Regions from separate parts of the Capsicum annuum genome. Here region 2 is linked to region 1. Evidence: chromatin contacts called from public Hi-C data. All regions are on one chromosome and are shown on one strand. Each heading gives the region's core, a stretch centred on a gene start, on an enhancer-like site or on the middle of the called end of the contact. The rest is flanking DNA. Distances are from core to core; before and after follow the strand shown. Region 1 overlaps LOC107863897 (phospholipid--sterol O-acyltransferase). Region 2 overlaps LOC107863894 (putative F-box protein At2g02030).

What was found. A called contact is a pair of places that touch in the nucleus more often than the background predicts.
Region 2: a Hi-C map of leaf shows a contact between it and region 1, with 5 times the contacts expected there. The contact joins two enhancer-like sites. A contact is called at or near these places in 2 of 5 Hi-C or Micro-C datasets (leaf and placenta).

What each region holds. Positions count from the first base shown.
Region 1 is chr3:41,521,164-41,524,569 of UCD10Xv1.1, forward strand. It overlaps LOC107863897 (phospholipid--sterol O-acyltransferase), which reads left to right. Exons shown (of 16, transcript XM_047409309.1): 14 at 1-2; 15 at 83-172; 16 at 1,036-1,407. The coding sequence ends at 164. Among protein-coding and RNA genes, the nearest start is that of LOC107863897, 51 kb to the left of the region's middle. Within about 2 kb of position 1,953, at least 2 of the 5 cell types and tissues checked have an H3K27ac peak or open chromatin away from gene starts, as enhancers often do. A contact at or near this core is called in leaf, where this site is marked.
Region 2 is chr3:41,850,747-41,854,152 of UCD10Xv1.1, forward strand. LOC107863894 (putative F-box protein At2g02030) reads left to right here. Exons shown (of 3, transcript XM_016710082.2): 3 at 1,312-2,618. The coding sequence starts at 1,351. The coding sequence ends at 2,532. It overlaps LOC107863892 (rho GDP-dissociation inhibitor 1-like), which reads right to left. Exons shown (of 5, transcript XM_047409313.1): 5 at 2,978-3,227. The coding sequence ends at 3,159. Among protein-coding and RNA genes, the nearest start is that of LOC107863894, 5.3 kb to the left of the region's middle. Within about 2 kb of position 1,910, at least 1 of the 5 cell types and tissues checked has an H3K27ac peak or open chromatin away from gene starts, as enhancers often do. A contact at or near this core is called in leaf, where this site is marked.

The sequences.
Region 1 (3,406 bases), core at 703-3,202:
AGGTAAGAGTGTTTCAATTAGATTTTGCCAATATTCTCCTTTTTTGTATTTAGGCCACCTTTCTACGGTTACAATGATGCAGATATCTATTCGGGGATGTTCACTTGGGGCAGAGTTGCAGATTGAAGAATTCTACATCTCATCTCCTGTCACACTATGTATGATTTTTAAGGTGTGCTTCTTTCTTTGTTAGAAGGATAAAGAACAATTCTGCAGCTAATTATCCTATGGAAGCATAAATGAGAACCAAAATATGTGATAACAGGACCAAGACTTGCTAAAATGTACTTTGTGCTTCTACAAAAGGGATGATCACTTGTCCCCCATTACCTTGATATTTTGGAAGTACATTTACTGATTTACATAGCTCAGCTGATCAAGGCATGACCGACTTATTCCTTGAAGGGAGCAGAATAATGATGTTCATTTTATTTTATTATTTCATAAAAAATGTCATTTTATTTTAATACTTTTTCAAAAAGGACGGTCATTTTATTTAATAATGTATGATTTAGTGATGTTCTTGGTGCTTTAAACTTTAGTTTCGGGGGGCAAAAAGTGGGCAACTTTTTAAGTGAGTGTGTTGTGCTTTTGACTCCATTTGTTGGAGTTCGCTGGGTTTGTTGTTGTTGTAGTGCTGTGCCTTCCCTCGAGTAAATCCTATCTGATGCTCCTGACTTTCTTTCTGAGAGATGGAAGAAGTTATTGGCAACTATAGAATTGGGTTTCCTCCAAAATAAGAGCTTTCCAATTTCAAGAAGGGAGGAGAGAGGGGGGGGATCTTGTTCTTTGCTCTCCAAGTTTGAATATTCAAGAACCTTAGCATGGTGGTTTTGTTACGATAATTATTGCAAGGAAATGGGACTTGAGTCCCACATCAGTGTCTAATAGCGAACTACGTGGGGCTTATATAACGTTGGCTCTTCTACTTTAATAGCTAGCTTTTGGGGTGTGGTTCTCTAAAGGTTGTATCAAATTCATCACTCTCTAAAGCACCAGTGATAATCCTTTTGACATGGACATTTTGTTTTGCAGAAACAGTAGTACATTCCACACACATTAGAAGCAAGGCCAAACGATTCAGAGAGCAAAGACTGGATGTTCGTCGGGACAGCGTCGCACCCAACTTCGTCTGTGTATCATAAACTCGGAAGCATCTGGAGTTCTGGACCACCTGTACATCCAAATGAAAGAAATTTTGTATAGTATTAATTTAGCACAATAACATGTTCCACATCAGAATGTAATTACAGCATAGAGTCGAGATAGCTCTACTCATTTTAAGAGTGCTGATCATTTATATGCATGGTGTTTTTGATGCCAATAGTTCTGAAAATCTAGTCCATGTATTGAGACTTCACTGATTATTTATTCCATAACTCTGACTGCATCAGAAGTTTGATATCATGGATGCTAGTTCTTTACATAAAAGCATAACTAGGTATAGCTGTAATATAACCTCTTTTCTTAGACTAAAATCCTGAATCCTAAATCCTGGGAGAGTTTTTTCTATATATCCCTCAACTTGTTGCTTGTGTCCTATTAGTAATAAATCTAATCTTTTTTAAGAACTTCCTATCACTGCCGCTAATTCGTGGTGCAAACCTAAGTATTGGACTTCTTTGGCACTATCCCGATATAGAAAAAATATTATATTCTTTTCTGCCTCTAAATATTCTTGCTAAAATAAATAGTCTACATTAATCACCTTGACCAAATATTTAGCTTCTATTTAACACACGTAAAATGATCGCCCTAGCACTGCGATTATTGACCCATCGAATAAAAATTATGAAACCATCAATAAAAAGTAAATGTGATGTACTAGGTCCATTTGCATCCATTCTTAACCCTCTGGTTTGACCATTCCTCAGCCTTTTTAGCACAAACCAAAGACTACAAAGGTGATAACGAGTCATCTTGCATTGAACTCCTCATTAATTTAAATCCAACAACTTCATCATTTCTTTTGAATTTATATATATAGCTTTTAGAAGGGATACATTCTGCTCTTCCAACCAATAAACATTTGATCAGAGCCTATTCTCAAGAGTATTTTCTTAACAAAAATTCATTCTACGCCCTATCGGAGGCTTTAGAGACATTGACCATGTCTAAGTATGTATAGATATAAACCTAAGTATAAACAAGGAAGAAAGTACTCATCTACCATAAAAGACTAATACACGAGAACAATGCATTGAACATATCTTTCCTCAAACAATTTAGAATATGAATTTGATATAATTCAATAATTTTAAGACACTACTAAAAAAAAGGAGAAAATCGACCACAAGTGGTCGGTTTTCCCCAAATTCTGACCACAAAACCTACCAAACTGTGTGGTCGATAAACAATTGGTAGTTTTTTAAAAACCGACCACAATTGGTCGGTTTTTCAAAAAAATATATTTATTTTAAAAATTTATTATTATGTTTTTAAAATTTGGAAAAATAATTTTTTAAAAAATAAAAAAATAAAAACCGACCACAAGTGGTCAGTTTTCTAATAAATAAATTAATTAATTTAATATAAAATCGACCACTTTTCTATTAAATTAATTAATTTATTTAATAAAAAAACCAACCACAAGTGGTCGTTTTTTTTTTTAAAAAAACAACCACTTGTGGTAGATTCTGTTATTTTTTTTTTTTAAAATCAACAATTGTAAATGCTTTCAAAAGTGTACAACACAACAATAGTTTCAAAAGAGTACAAACTACAATATAATGTGTAAATTTAAAGAACAACAATAGTTTCAAAAGTGTTAACAACTACAACAATAGTTTCAAAAATGTACAAACTACAACGTAATATCTAAATTCAAAGTACAACACATACAAAAGTAAAAAAACTAAAAGTCATCATCATCGAATTTGTCCTCATCCTCGTCTTCCATATCCTCATCTGTGCTGATATCATCCAGGAGGTCAAGTCCTTTTGCAGCCCGAACAACATCACCAGGACACGGAGGAATAACCCCTGCAGTCTGAATGAAAGAGCTGAACTGCTCCTGCAACATCCTGATTTGTGATGAAGTTTCCTCCTCCCTTTTCTGCGACCTCTCTCTCTGTTCAACAAGTTCTTCAGCGAGTTTAGAAATCGTACTTTCTAGTCTTTCAATGGTTTCTCTATCAACTGAAGTGCTAAAGTATGCAAGGCCGAAAGAACACCTAATATTGTCGCCAAAAAAATTATTGTGGTATCCGTAGTAATGGCCTCTAACTGCAGGACCCACAACTTTTCCCCATAACTCCTCCTCTACATGTTGGGGTAGTGGGTCACCCTGAGTTTCAGGAGGCTGAGTACTACGATACTCACTAAGGAGTTGCCTATATTTGTCCTATATTAATTCAAAGTAAAGTTAAAATTAAAAGTAAAAAAATATTAAAGTACTTATAATTGA
Region 2 (3,406 bases), core at 660-3,159, 330 kb after region 1:
TTTGGTATGTGAAGGCTGGCTATAACTTGTCCATGATTGATCGAAGCTGAGTTGAAATATATTTAGTCCACCTGTAGATATGCCAAAAAGAATGAAGGTGACTATGTTACATGCTGTGTCCAGGGAATGTAACAGGTTAATTCCCCTAGTGAGTTAGCTTCCTGGACGAAGAGTTCTGATCATATGGGAGTGTTTGGGGTTGCAATGGTTTCACAAAAACTACTACTAGTCTTCAGAGTTCCCTTATTCCTTGTCATAAAAAACTGGCAATCTTGATGCCTGATAAGCTATCTTATTGCTCAAAGAAGATGTATTCTACTAGTATTTTAAGCCCTATGTCATTTCTCTAGTGTATGCTCTCTGGTAGACATGTTAGTGACTCGCCAAGATTTTAAAGCACCGGTGTTAGCTGAGGCTACAAGCTTAGAATTCAGAGGTGCTTCTTATGATGATTGTTTTGCTGTATTCCGTTTAGATTTCTGGAATCGTGTTGATTGGTGCTATAAATTGAAGCGTGCAAGTATATAGTTTGCTTACATTTATATTGTCCGACTCCAGACCATTTTTTCCCCTTTTGTTTTGGGTTTTTACATATTCTCAATTTCATGATGAACTCTTTTATGCGAATGCAAATAGCAAACAGGATGAATATAGTCAGACTTATGCAACCTTTATCTTTGGATGCTTCTTGCTAGTATCCTGTTCATGTTTTAATTCTGTATACTTAAAAATTAGATCTAATAATTGTGCCCTACATCATCTCTCTCCCTGCCTCTTGCTCTCTCTCTCTCTCTCACACACACACACATACACACACACACACACAAATTAGGTATATGATCCAATTTCTTCTTTAATGAAGTGTAAGGACAACTAGTTAAACAGTTGGTCTTCCTGGCTTATCCTTCTTCATTTATTGAGTAATTTTCAAATCTTTTTCAGTTAGCAAACTGTTGTGAAGCCATTTTCCACTTAAAGCTGCTCCTTGTCATTTTTTTTCTTTCACAATTTCCCATTGCAGTTCTCCTTGTAAAAAATGTAGTGACAAGGTAATTTTTTTTGTCTTTGGAGAGAAAAAGGCCAAGAAGGCGAGGTAAGGTGAGAATAGACAAGCATTAAGTAAGTACAAAAAAATGATGGGAGTTTTCTATGTGAAACTATCTGGTTGCTAAAATTTTTTGCTGGAAATTATTGTTGTAATTTTCATAAACCTGTGGCTCACCCTCACAAATACTAAGGGAATAACGAGGTACTGGCACCTGGCATGAAGCTTTTTCCTTCTAAAATGATTTTTTTTCGTTTTGGCTGCAGATTTCTTTTAGAGCTTTCTGATTTTAGTGGATTTACGTCATGAAAGACAGGTTGCCAAGAGGTAAAAAGTGGCTTAAGTTGGCATCTGTAGAAACAATCACGCTTGAACAGCTGAAACGATGTACAACATCAAGAGAAACAAAAGAAGAAATGGATGATAATTTAGAGACCAAGGGAAATTGGCTTCCTGATCACTTGCTTTTTAAGATTTTTCTTCTACTTCCAGCTGAGACTCTGTGTGGACTGCGTTGCGTATGCAAGTCGCTTCTCAACATGATCAACAGTCCAACTTTTGTTGAAGCTCACTTTCGTCAATCTGAGACAGTTCTAATTACTGAAAGTTCCGTTCACGAGGAAATCATACATTCAGATTTTCCACTACCTTCGAATAAGACTGAATGTTATTTCCATTTCTGGGACATCCTCAGCGGTAAAGGCCATAGAGTTTGTATGCCAGATAATTTGAGGAACATAGAGTGCATTTTGGCTGCCTGCAATGGTTTGGTCCTTGTCAAGATTAGGAATGGTGGAGGTCTAGTTGTTATAAATCCAAGTACGCGGAACCACATTAGAGTGCCCCTTGGAACGGTTGGCTTTGGGACCGAGTGCTATGGGTTCATGTTCAGCAATTTCACAGGTGCTTATAAAGTAGTACACTTGTTCCGTGAATCTAGAAACATTCGTTGTGAGATCCTGAACCTTACTACAAGATCATGGCATGCAGTGGATGGACCTAATTCAAAAGAATTTGTTTTGATCACTACTCGTAGATCTGTTTCAGCAGTTGGTGCTTTGTATTGGCTTCCACAGAGTGAGGGCTGTAAGCATGTTGTCTCCTTGGGATTTCATGATGAGAAATTCCTAACTATACCTCTACCAATCAGCAGCACCAAAAACGATAGACTTGTTGAGATTGGAGGCTCCCTGAGCTTTGTAACTCATGCCACATTGAATCTGATTCAGGTATGGATACTGAAGAGTGGGAATTGGTTAAAGAGATATAGCATCAATAGGTTATATGATATCACTGGATTTGTTCCCCTTTGTGCTTCGACGAAGGAAATAGTTTTCGAGAGAGAAGAAGGATATGCTTTGTTACATGTTTACAATTTTGAAGCTGAAGAAATGGAGGAGGTTAATTTTAAAGGCACCAAGAGAATTAAAGATCTTTATATGCCTCATGTAAAGTCCCTTGTTTCATGGGATAGTCCTCAACTTTAGTGGGATGTATAAATACTCAACCTGACCCTTTGTGGCGTTAAAACTTTGAAACTTATGACTTTAAGGATTGCAATTTTGAATTTCAAGTTACTCCAAGTTGAGAAAATATAATAATTAAAGCATAGTCAAAATTGACGAAATATTTGAAATTTAGCCACATCAAAATCAAACTTCACACCTTCAGGCAGAGTTTAGCTTTAGCAGTTTAAAACTCCACAACCACAAGCGAACATTTAAAAGCCAACGAGTTCATGTGAAAAGGACTGATGAATAACCTTAAGTTTAACAGACTTGGTACCAAAAGATACAGGTGCAAATATCCAGAATCGTTTTCTTCTACTTTTATCTCCTCTTATCTGTTTGGTTTCATAAAGTTGATACTCAATAATATCAAAAATTCACTGTTTTATAACAATGCAAGGGAAGAAGCCTTTTGCAATATCAATAACACAAAAAGCAACCAAATCTCATATAAAGCATCAAGAGATCAACTGTAAAAAGTAAATCACATTTGCTAAGCTATTGCTATGTATGTGCTCAAGTAAACAAGGTACAATCCAAAGACAAAAATTCAGTCGAATATCCAGTTTACAAGAAGGCCAGAAATAGCTGCAGGGACGCATTGGCTACCTACTCTTGCTTATTTCAAATGAGTAATTGAGCTCCAAGTGACATCTTTTATCATCATCCACAAACTGCAGAACATAAGAATCCATAGAAAAAAATTAATTCATCAACATCTTCACTCATCAATATGAATCGTAAATTGGACGAAAATTGCAAGACTGATAAAGAGGCCACAGAAGTACACAACCATAAAGTTGCCGAACATGCACATAATTCCTGGTACCAATAGTGCTAAAAGGACGGATAC